2 separate regions of the Oryctolagus cuniculus genome follow, and region 2 is linked to region 1. The links are chromatin contacts, called in public Micro-C maps. All regions are on one chromosome and are shown on one strand. The core of a region is the stretch at or near the end of the contact, and the rest is flanking DNA. Distances in the headings are between cores, read along the strand shown. Region 1 holds the start of GOLPH3 (golgi phosphoprotein 3). Region 2 holds the start of MTMR12 (myotubularin related protein 12).

What was found. Hi-C and Micro-C count contacts between places; a contact is called where the count stands out from the background.
Region 2: a contact with region 1 is called in a Micro-C map of ear pinna, with 2.5 times the contacts expected there. The contact joins the promoter of MTMR12 here to the promoter of GOLPH3 in region 1. A contact is called at or near these places in 2 of 6 Hi-C or Micro-C datasets (ear pinna and an unstated tissue).

Annotation. Positions count from the first base shown.
Region 1 is chr14:58,309,143-58,315,192 of mOryCun1.1, reverse strand. GOLPH3 (golgi phosphoprotein 3) reads left to right here and starts at 1,365. Exons shown (of 4, transcript XM_002714100.4): 1 at 1,365-1,881. The coding sequence starts at 1,657.
Region 2 is chr14:58,460,277-58,466,075 of mOryCun1.1, reverse strand. MTMR12 (myotubularin related protein 12) reads left to right here and starts at 3,434. Exons shown (of 16, transcript XM_008262096.4): 1 at 3,434-3,692. The coding sequence starts at 3,612.

The sequences.
Region 1 (6,050 bases), core at 116-2,615:
TCACAGGGCTGACCATTGCCTAAGGGGGCTTGGATGTCTGTAAGATCTGGCTTTGGGTTTCTCCCAGAGTGAATGGGAGAGGGCAGGAAGGCGAGAAAGTTGCTGCGAAGACTCCTGTGACCCGCTCTGAGAAGTGACACCCAGCCAGCCCGCGCTGCCCACGTTCTATCTGTCCTAAGAAACTCACATGCAAGGGAAGGCGAATCACAGGACCTGTTGGCATATTTGAAAATCTGGCCGTGGGGAACCAGACAGTGCTGGGAGGGACAGCTTCACTATACACATCTTCATGTCCTTTGTCTTGGCGTAGGTATTGGACTCTATTAATCCAGTAGTGATTACATTTCTTTTACAAAGAAACAAATTTGAAGCTATCTGGTAAAGAACTGGAAGAGGATGTGAGTGGGAGAACCTGGTTGAGAAGTTGACCTTTGGGCGGCCAGCAAAGAGGGGAGGACTTGGCACTGACCTTGTGCCCCGGGCCTGCATCGCGTTCTGGGGCTACTGCAGGTCGGGATGCCGGGTTCATGGAGGGGGAAGACCCTAACCAAAGCACAGCTCCAGCCTGTGGTCACTGTTGATCCTAATACTGGATGGCGCACAACAACGTGGTACTTTACACACGCCACCCTTCCGCCCCCGCCCTACCTCTCGCAGTGTGACAGCTAACCTTTAACGTAATTTGCACAAAACTGTGCAGCACGCCAAGAGGATTGAAACCTAGTCATTACGCGGGCAGAGACGTGGCACGAAACCCAACAGGTTTATTGTCTCCATAAAAAGACCGTAAAGGTCGCGCGTGCGGCCGTGCGCGCCACTAGCTGTGCGGGGCACTCCGGCCACCGCGCAGCGCAAGTCGGAGTGGGAGAGGAAAGTTTTGCACATTAAACTAGTCCCTGCGTCCCAGCCCGGCTGCCCCCAGAAGGCGCAGCCGCTCCTCCCCAGGCATCAGGGCGTCCGGGCGCGCCCTCTCGCGCCCCAGCGGCGGCGAGCACAGTCCCTCCTGCCAGTCCAGACGGGGTCCCGGCGGCCCGGGCCCTCCGCGGACCGAGGTGCGGCGGGCACAGCTCGAGGCTCGGCGGGGTCCACCCCTGCGCGGCCTCAGCTCTCCAGACTCGCGCGCGCGCACGCTCGCCGACGCGCTGGCTCCATCCCGGATCGTAAGGGACGAAAGTTGGGGCGAACGTGACGCGGACACGTCACCGGCCCGAGGCCTCAGGCCGGGGCCGGAGGGCACGCGGAAAAAAAGGCCGGCACCCGAAGCCGGGGAGCCGGTGGGCGGCGGCGGCAGCCGATCCCATCCGCTGCTTCCGGCGCCTTCCGGGCCCTCGCTGCGCCGACTCTGCCACATCCTCCGGTGACGTCAGCCGGCGACGCCATATTGGAAAGGCGCCGCCGCCGCCGCCGCCGCCGCCTCCGCTTCGGAGCTTGGGCAGTTTTAGGGGCCGCGGCCGCAGGCAGGAAAGCGCCCCTCTTTCTCCTCGCCGAAGCTCAGCCTAATTCCCCATGACCGCCCCCGGCCCCGCAGCCGACGGACGTCGCCCCAGCATCCGGATCTAACACGGAAGCCCGGGTCAGGGGCCGCGGGGGGAGGAGGAGGGCGACCCGGTCGGACCCGCGTCCCTCTTCGGCCCGCGCGGCGCTTCGGCCGGAGCCATGACCTCGCTGACCCAGCGCAGCTCGGGCCTGGTGCAGCGGCGCACCGAGGCCTCCCGCAACGCCGCCGACAAGGAGAGGGCGGCGGGCGGCGGCGGCGGCAGCGGCGAGGACGACGCGCAGAGCCGCCGCGACGAGCAGGACGACGACGACAAGGGCGACTCCAAGGAAACCCGGCTGACCCTGATGGAGGAGGTGCTCTTGCTGGGTCTCAAGGACCGAGAGGTGCGGGCGCGGCTGGCGGGGCGGGGGGCGGCGGCGCGGGCCCGGGGCGCCAGGTGGGCTCCAGGTGGGCGCGCGGTTCCCCCCCGGCCCGCGCACCTGCGCTGCTCCCGCCGGAGCCGCGCGCCCGGGAGCGCACCCCTGGCCCCCGAGGCGCGGTGGAGTTGGTGGCCCCGCTGCGCGCGGCCCAGGGCTTTCCTGGCCCTCGGCGTTCAGAGTGTTGGATTTCTCCTCCCCTCTTCCTCGCGACGCCCTCCTCGCCTCTCCCTGCGCGTTTAACCGGTGTAGACCTCAGGCGCGATTCCAGCCTGGGGACCACCCGGTTGTGAACAGCCGCACCTGGAACCACCAGCACCCCCAACTTCTCGGGTTATTTTGGACCTGGGAGGGAGGGTCCACAGATCCTGTTTGCTGGGGAATTTTGTTTGTTTTAAAGACGTACTATTTGGAATTAACAATTCGGTGAAATGGTAATGAGGAAAAAAAGTTACGAAGTAAAGTCGACAAAGTTCTCAGGAACCCTACAAAATGACTTTTTAGTTCAACTTGGTTTGGGCGACAGCTTATTTTTTTAGTATCGCTCTAAATTTGATCGGTTCTGACGGTTCTCGAGGTTTTGGCCGTCTTAAGAGCTTTTTTTGTGAGGTGCTGGAGAAGTGAGGGCTTTTGACGTAGGACCTCAAAGCTTTAGGTAGGGTGAAGCTGTGAAAAATATTTGTTTTGTGTTCTGCTTTTGAAAAGGATTGTATTTCACCCCAGTATCCAGAATTTTCACATAAAAAGGTGAAAAAAATGCCAGTGGGTGTGTACGTGTGTGCACACTTCTCATCCTATAGTGAACCTTTCGCTCTGTGTATCATGTATCTATCCATCTACAGATGGGTGTTTTGAAAGCCAGACGCAGGCGTGGGAGCTGAGGCAGGGGAATGGGTGTTCTGTAAGTCATGGCTGTAAGGTGGTCCCTGAAGCGCTTTATCCCGGTGTGGGAACCTCAGACAGCTGTCTTGAGTCAGACGCAAAAGTATCTTGAAGTTTTGTTTTGATTTTCAGAAAGCTTTCCAAATTCACCAAGATAGGCAAAAAAGTTTCATTCTTAAAAAAATCGAAGGTTTAGGGAAACTTAGCAGATGTTACTGTTGGTGGACTCCTGATAAAAGTCGAGAACTACAGCTCACCTTGATGGAAACGCCCAGCGTGTCTGCAGTATGTTGTTTTCCTACCGAAAGGGGCCTGGGCCCTGTGTAAGGACTGAGCTGTGCTGACCCGAGCAGGCTGTGTGTGAAACTCTGTTTTGTTCTTGTGATGAAAAAGCGAAGTAGAAGTATCTTAGATTTTAGAAAGTATTCAACTTTTTTTTAAATGCTTTACACTTTGGAATCTTGGTGTTAAGCATTTTTCTTTAGGTCTTTTTGCCTTTGGGACAAAAGTAACACTGTAGACATTTTAGGAAAAAAAAAGGAAAATGAAGAAAACGTATACCTGAGTGGACATTTTGGCTTGTAGTTTTTGAGACTTTTCTGTATGGATAAAACTCGGAAACTAGAACTTCAGAAACAAACACAGTTAACATTTAGTGCTCTGAGTCACAGCAGTGAGAAGTTACGGTGAGAAAGTACCTTTTTGTTTTTTCAAATATGTGTTAGCTCTAAATGTGTATACTGAAACAGGTTAACATGCTGCTTTTCCGTGGCTAGTTTTGATGACGATAACCTGAAGAATTTGTTGAAATGTGATGGTACTTACATAATTTAGACAGTTTGAAGTTCTTTGATGGCAGGTAATTGAAGCCATCTGTGGTGCGTATTTTGCCTCAGGAGGTGCTCGCTATACTTTCCAAGGCCTGGCCAAGGTCCAGATGCTAGCTAATTCTGAGCTGTACTTGCTGACTTCACAGCCACATAGGGAAATCTGCCCCGCCCCCTTTCGTAGGCACCTCCAGGACGTGGAGAGAGAGGGCTGGGATTTTGCTTGCTTTACATTTTGGCTTTGGGGATTAGCCTGTATATTTTTTCTTTTGTCACATTTTAAAGAAAGATTTATTAGAAAGGCAAAGAGATCTTCCATCTGCTGGTTCACTCCCCATATGTCTGCAACATCCAGGGCTGCGCCAGGCCAGACCTAACAGCTAGGACTCAATGCAGGTCTCCCACGTAGGTGGCAGGAACCCAAGTACTTGGACTGTTCTTGCCTCCCAGGTGCATTAGCAGGAAGCTGAATCTGAAGTGGAGGAGCTGGTGCGCCATCCAGGTTTGGGATGTGGGCGTCCCAAGCAGAGGCTTAACCTTCAGCACATAATGCCTACCCCGTTAGGTTTTTATACACTAGTAACTGTCCCTGTCAACTCAGCCTTCGGGTTGTGGGTTGTAATGCCTGGGACGGTCACCCTCTCCCTCCTGTATCACTTTGTCGAGGGCGCAGGAAGTGCTGTTCTCCTGAGCCAAGGCAATTGTGCTTGTTAGTATTAGGTTTCAATTTACTTATTTCGTTATTTACATATTCCAAACTTTAGCCAAAATATATTGACTGCTTCAGCTTTATTGTTTTAACTTGATATCTATCTCTGTGATTATATGGATACTCTTAAGATATTTAAAAGCAAAACTTTAAATTTGGGCTGGTCATGAATGTTGGAATATATAAGCTAATCTTATCTGAAATCAAAACGAGAGCATTTTAGGTAATTGCTGAGCCATGAAATTGATTTTACTTCGATTTAAAAAAAAAACAAGCCTTACCTTTTTTGGCTTCATGAACATTTTCTGTTGGAGACTAATAAACCTGTGGAAGGTGAGATGAATTTTCACCGACTGGCCACACTGGTTAAACCAGCGCCTAGAGCAAGATAAGGAACCTGCCCAGCTCTCCAGAGGCCCCGCTCGAGCTTTCCAGTCACGGGGAGCCACTAGCTGAAGAACCGAGCATGGGTTTTGTCTAGTTTTTTGCTCTGATTTGTGTGTGGTATTTGTTCGGCGTTGTTTGGGAGATGGGATTTGTTCATTCTTATTCTTTTACCGACTTTAACGTACCTGTCATCTACAGTGTTTAAACAATCACTTTGACATACTTGAATCATGGTCCCGCTTTCCTTTTGCCGAACAGCAGGTTCAGTTCACCAGTAAGCAGGTGGTCTGGCGTCAGCTTACCTGTTAGGGTGAGTCTAAACTTACTGTGATCCTGGATTTTTCTGTTTCTGTGTACACATTTCACATTTTTGCCAGTGGTTTTCCTTGCTGGCTTTTATAAAACACAGGTGCTTAGGCCCTCGGGATCTGATGCTCACTCCGGGCTCCGATCAGTGACAGTGGCATTTAAGGATTCCTTCTTCCTTTTTTTTTTGGTCATTTCAATTTGAAAGACTGAGAGGCTAGAGACCAGAGGTTTCCCACCTTCTGGTTTATTCTCCAGATGTCTGCAACACTCAGGGCTGGGCCAGGCTGAAGCAGCTCAACCCAGGTCTCTTACCTGAGTGGGAAAAAACCAGGTACTTGAGCCATCATCTGTCTCCCAGGATGTGTATTAGCAGGAACCTGAAATTGCAAGCAGAAGCAGGACTTGAAGCCAGGCACTCTAATATGGGGTGGGAGCATCCCAAGTGGTGACTTACGGCTGCTTGCCTCATGCTTGTCCTACTGTGTCACTTTGGGCCCGATATTACTTTCTGTCCCTGCAAATTTCCCCCTTTTATCCCAGCATACCTTTTATGTAACTAGTGAGCAGAGGAAGTGGTATCCTTCAGAGACTACTGTAGGCTTAAAGGGTTTTATGCTCAGAGACTATGCTTGTTCTTGTGTTTATTCCATTTAATCAATATAGTGACCAGTGCCACTGATAGAAGACACCACGCAAATTGATATTTCTTTAATCAAAGTGGGAAAGACTACAATTTATTTCAGTAGCATAGTATAGTATTTAAAGTACTCTAGTGAATCTTAAAGTTTTAAGTATTACAAATATATTTACAAATTGGGTTATTTCTCTTTAAGTCTTGGAACTTCTGGCATATAAGAATGCAACTAGGGTAAGTACAGTACAGGGTGTTACCAAAAAGGATGTTTCTGCTTTATATATTCTTAAGCTTAAACTAGAAATTCTTTCCTTAAACTAGAAAATTGGCATTAAAAAATGCCTTAGATGCTTAAAGTTTTTAGAAATTTGTGAGATAGGCAGAGATT
Region 2 (5,799 bases), core at 2,185-4,684, 150 kb before region 1:
GCTGCCAGCCTAGGGCAGGGGTAGCTGCTGCTTTCCCTACCCAGACTCCAGAGAGGGTTAGGGGGCTGGGGCAGACCCTGACCCTCCATGAGACAGTGCCCCGGCAGCTACTGGGAGGGATGGTGGCACGGCTGGAAAGACTGCAGAAGGAAAGACTCCTTTATCTACACCCTTGGAGTCAAAGAGCCCCAGAGCAGGGGTCAGCAACACTTTAGGGAACTCAGACAGGGGATGAGAGGTGGGAGGTAAAACTCGAGGAACTCTGAGTGTGTTTTGCTGTATCATCCACCATCACATAAAAGCACATATTTGGGACCAGCGTTGTGGCGTTCTGGGTAAAACTAACGCATGAGACCCTGGCAACCATATGGGCGCTAGTTCACATCCCAGCTGCCCAACTTCTGATCCAGCTCCCTGCTAATGAACCTGGGAAATCAGCAGAAGATGGCCCAAGTGGGAGACCCATCCTGGCTCCTGGCTTTGGCCTCCCTGGCCCAGTCCTGAGCATTACAGCCATCTGGGGAATGAACTAGCAGATGGAAGATCCATCTCTCTCCTGCTCTTCCCCCTCTTCCCCAATCCCCCGCCCTTTGTTACAGAAACCTAGGGTGGGAAAACGCCCTTCGTTCAAACAGGCACCAGAGACAGTGGAAGATCGAGAGCAGTTTATTAACACCAGTGGACTCAGCTGGAATCATTTCCTGAGAACTGAGCAACAATCCCAGGTCTCTTACAATATTTATAGGTTCATCAGCATCATACCTTAGCTGTTACAACATTGGTAGGTTTAAATTGCATCCCATGGGACTTAGGACTACTTAGGGAGAACCAGCCTACGTCACTTAAGACCACACTTCTGGCCGGCGCCGTGGCTCACTAGGCTAATCCTCCACCTTGCGGCGCTGGCACACCGGGTTCTATCCTGGTCAGGGCACCGGATTCTGTCCCGGTTGCCCCTCTTCCAGGCTAGCTCTCTGCTGTGGCCAGGTAGTACAGTGGAGGATGGCCCCAGTACTTGGGCCCTGCACCCCATGGGAGACCAAGATAAGTACCTGGCTCCTGGCTTCGGATCAGTGCAGTGCGCCGGCCGCAGCGCGCCAGCCGCGGCTGCCATTGGAGGGTGAACCAACGGTAAAGGAAGACCTTTCTCTCTGTCTCTCTGTCTCTCTCTCTCACTGTCCACTCTGCCTGTCAAAAAAACAAAACAAAACAAAACAAAAAACCACACTTCAGTGGTTGGTGGGTCCAGAATGTGTATAAAAGAGACACCTGAGGCAGATTTATAGGACAAATTTGAGTGGAGTCACAAATATTAGAAGTTAGGACATCTTCCTTCCCTAGACAAGATAACAGTGGGCAGCTGCTTCACTAGTTAATTGCGAGCAGCCTCTTTTTTTTTTTTTAAGATTTATTTATTTTTATTTGAAAGTCAGAGCTACACAGAGAAGGAGAGGCAGAGACAGAGAGAGAGGTCTTCGATCTGCTGGTTCACTCCCCAGCTGGCTGCAATGGCCAGAGTGGTGCCAATCCAAAGATAGGAGCCAGGAGTTTCTTCCAAGTCTCCCACGTGGTTGCAGAGGCCCAAGGACTTGGCCATCCTCTACTGCTTTCCCAGGCCATAGCAGAGAGCTGGATCAGAGTGGAGCAGCCAGGACTAGCACTGGCACCCATATGGGATGCCGGCCCTGCAGGCGGCAGCTTCACCCGCTATGCCACAGCAAAGGCCCAAGCCATTTTTCAATGTTTGTGTTGGCGGCGGGGGGGGGGGGGTCTTATTTCCTTCCCTTGTTTCCAGTTGTGGCCTTATTTCCTCTATACCTTGACTTTCTGCCTTTCAAATAGATAAGTTTATTCAGACTATAAGGATTTGCCCTACCATTGCGTTTTGACAAGTTAAAAACTTCTGTGAAATATAAAGTGGAATTATTAGTTTTCACAAAATTATTCACATCACTATAAGGAGTCTTGTAAAGATGTATTTATTTATTTGAAAGAGTTACAGAGAGGCAGAGGCAGAGAGAGAAAGAGAAGTCTTCCATACTCTGGTTCACTCCTCAAATAGTCACAACAGCCGGAGCTGGGCCAATCCGAAGCTAGGCGCTTCTTCCCGGTCTCCCACACAGGTGCAGGGGCCCAAGGACTTGGGCCATCCTCTACTGCGTTCCCAGGCCATAGCAGAGAGCTGGATCAGAGAGGAGTAGCCAGACTAGAACCAGCGCCCATATGGGATGCCGGCATGCAGGCGGCGGCTTTACTTGCTATGCCACAGCACCGGCCCCATATAAGGGGGGGGGAGGTTTATAAAGACTTAATTGGCTTTTTCAAATAGAACTAGCCATGCTTTTCTTGTGCTGTCTCCTAATTCGTATCTTTAAGATGTTAATATTTTTATTTTAGTGTGTTCAGAACATGGACTTTGGAATCCAGACAGACACAGGCCTGTCTGCAAACACCTCTGAGACCTGGGCAGATTCCCTGCATCTGGGTTTTCTCACTGGCTCTAGGGGATAGGCTGAACTGTGGCGATCCGCCTGGGGCTACAGCGCTTTTCTTGAACTTGTGTTTGCAAATACTAGCACGTTCGCTTTCCCTTAGCTTGATTATTTACTTGAACCCGCTCTGGGAAGGGGCGCGTGGAGATCACTCGGGTGGAAAGCCAGGTCATCATCAGCACGTCAGCTTGACCTCTGGAAAGCTGACTGCAGGGATAAATCAGTTTCTCCCACTAGAAAGATTTTCTCGAGAGCCGGATTCTGTCGTATTCACCTGCTTCTAATTCTGTGCTGGGCGTCAAATGTGGAATTTAAATAAAATTTCTTTGCGGTCATGGGTTAAAGTGAAGGTTTTGGTAACCCGGCAGAGTAGATAAAATAAGCCTCTTAGGGCTTTTATATTCTATCACAGACACAAACAACTGAACAAATGAAGTTGACAACGCCTTTTATGATGGCTCAAACCTGTGGTTCAGTGCCTGTTAACCCTTGGTTTGTCCGATTTTGGGGTCTACATTTAAAATAGTAAACCTTGAATGTCACTGATGTAGGTTTGGAACTCCTACGCGAGATTTGATACATCAGAGTTTTGGACGTTTTATTCCAAAGCGACTAGAAAAGGGAACATCACGACTGCCAGAACTGCTGCCCAAGACAACTTACTGACCGCGGGATCACTGGGCGACGACATCCTCGCCATCCAATCGCCGGGAAGTCCGGAGAGAAGGCTCTCTGGATTGGTTAGTGGAAACATCGCTCCAGGTTCATTCAAGAAGGGGCTGGGCCGGCGGCATCACTGGCCAATCAGAGGACGCAGAAGGCGGGCTTTGCTGGAGAAGAGTGGCGTGGATCCTATCTCGCAAGGCGAAACTCGGCCAGTCAGAACGGCCTGCCGCGAAGCTGGGGGCGTGGCCTCTGGCCTCCGGCTCGAGGCCGCGTGGGCTGGCGTGCGGAATGGGCGGGGCGAGCGGTGTCAGCGGCGGAGCCGGATGCGGGCGGTGCCGCCGCTGCGGCGGCCCTGGGGATGGGCGGAGCCCCAGTCGCTAGTGCTGGTGGCCGCCGCCGCTGCCCGAGCCGTCGCCTCTCTTCCCGCGCGTCGCTGCTAATTTGGGTGGCGGTATGCTGGGGAAGGGGGTAGTCGGCGGTGGCGGCGGCACCAAGACGCCCAAGCCGTCCTTCGTGTCGTACGTGCGCCCTGAGGTGAGGAGACGCCGCGCGGGCTGGGCGTCGGGGCTGCAGCGGCTGGGGTAAGGGGCGCCGGGAGCCCCTGCCCGGCCTTGGGGAGGGCCGCTGGGCGTTTCCTGCTCGGCGGCTGTGGGGAGCCCGGCGGGGTGAGGCGCTGCGGCCTCCCCGCGGGCCTGGGTGGGGCCCCTCGCGCGGGCAGGCAGGTGCCCCGGCGTTGGGCCCGGCTCTCTGGCGACTGGATGGGGGGCCCGAGGTGGGGAGGCACTGCGGCTCGCGACGCCCTGTGGTGCACCGCGGGAGGGAGTAGGGGCGGGTCCGGGACGGTTGGCCGGGTCCGCCGAGCGGGCCCGCAGCCCAGGTGTGTGTGTCCTGGCCTTGGGTTTTCCCAGGGAGAGTGAGAGCCCGCCTGTCCCAGCAGCCTGCTTCTAAGTGCGGTCGGATGCCCCGGCGGGACGCCGTTGGCGGCTCTCACCTCCCTTCCGCGCTGCGCCTAGAAACCGAGGGGTCTCCCGGCTTCAGTGGGTCTCTGTGACCCCCCACCCCGCTTTTGGTCGCTTCTCCCCCCACCCCCCGTCATTTCACCCTATCACCATCACCCTCTCCTCCGCCTCTTGCTGTCCTGAATTTTACTGGCAAGAAGTTCATTCATTCATTCAGCAAACACTGTCTGAGCTCCTACTGTGTGCCAGGCCCTGTTCTGAGCACTTGAGATGGCCATCAGTGAGCCGAACAGAAATCCCTGCGCTCCTGGAATTGGCAGGAAGGGAAGACAAGCCGGAGGAAGCTATAGCCATAGCATATTGTAGTGTCTTAGAAGGTGGGAAAGGAACATGGGAGAGAAAAGGCATGCTGTCATTCTCTCAGAAATGACAGTGAGCCAAGACTTAGGACAGGGAGTCTGAGGGAGGAGGAGTCCAGGTAGAGGGACCTGGGGAACCCTCGTGAAGGTAGTGGAGTTGGAGGTGTGTCAGGTGGCTGGGCGGAGGCACGGTGGGCGAGATCAGAATCTGTAGACCCCACTGAGAACTTCCTGAGCAGGAGCGCTTAATCCACATGCCTGATTAGGTGCCCCCTCGTGTTGGATTTGCCCTCTCCAGCACATGAGTCAGCGACTTGTGGAAGTGCTACTGAGTTCTGTAAGCCCCCCTGGGGCCTTTGCATATGTATCTTCAAAATCAGGAGATGTGTACTCTTGAAATGGATCTTATTTTTAGCCCTGATTTTCAAATAAAAACCACTTCCTCTGGTAGCACTTAATATGGAGTCAGGGACATCTTAACTTTTCAGCAGGCTTGCCTTGTATGTAAGTAATGTGGTCGGTTTCTCTTTGTGTCTTTTTTTTGATAGAGCCCTAGTTGAAGTGCAACTGATCTTTAACCTTTCCTCTTCAGTGAGATTAAATTTAACAAGTGGAAAGTCTTCTGAAATGTGGCTAGAGTTCAAGAACGTTCAAATTCTTCATCCACCAAGTGCACATGTTGTAATTAGACATGTTTTCCCTCTGCCCACTGTGCCTGATATATTTCCTTTGAGGGATAATAAGGGAAGGGGAGTGGTTCAGCTCCAAAAGAAGCCCGAAGTGGTCACATTTTTCAGATCCTCAGAGTTGGCAGTTTTGTTTCCTTGCAGTGACATCATGCTGTGTAGATGTTACACTTTGTTGTAGACTGCCTCTGAAAGTATTTTGTGACATCAGACAAGGATCCGGCATAAATTGTGGGTCGTTTTTTAAAAGATAACTTAGATAGGGGGGAGGTGAGAAAATAGTGTATTTTTTTAAAAAAATTTTCTTTGAGAGGTAGAGTTAGAGAGAGAGGGAGAGGGACAGAGAGAGAGGTCTTCCATCTGCTTGTTCACTCCCCAAATGGCTACAACGGCTGGAGCTGGACCTGTCCGGAGCCAGGAGCCAGGATCTTCTTCCAAGTCTCCCACACAGGTGCAGGGGTCCAAAGACTTGGGCCATCTTCTACTGCTTCCCCAGGCCATAGCAGAGAGCTGGATTGGATTTGGAGCAGCCAGGACTCCCAACTGGTGCCCACATGGGATGCCAGTGCTGCAGGCAGAAGCTTAGCCTACTATGCCACAGAGTCAGCTCCGAAAACAATGTATTTTTAAGGCTATC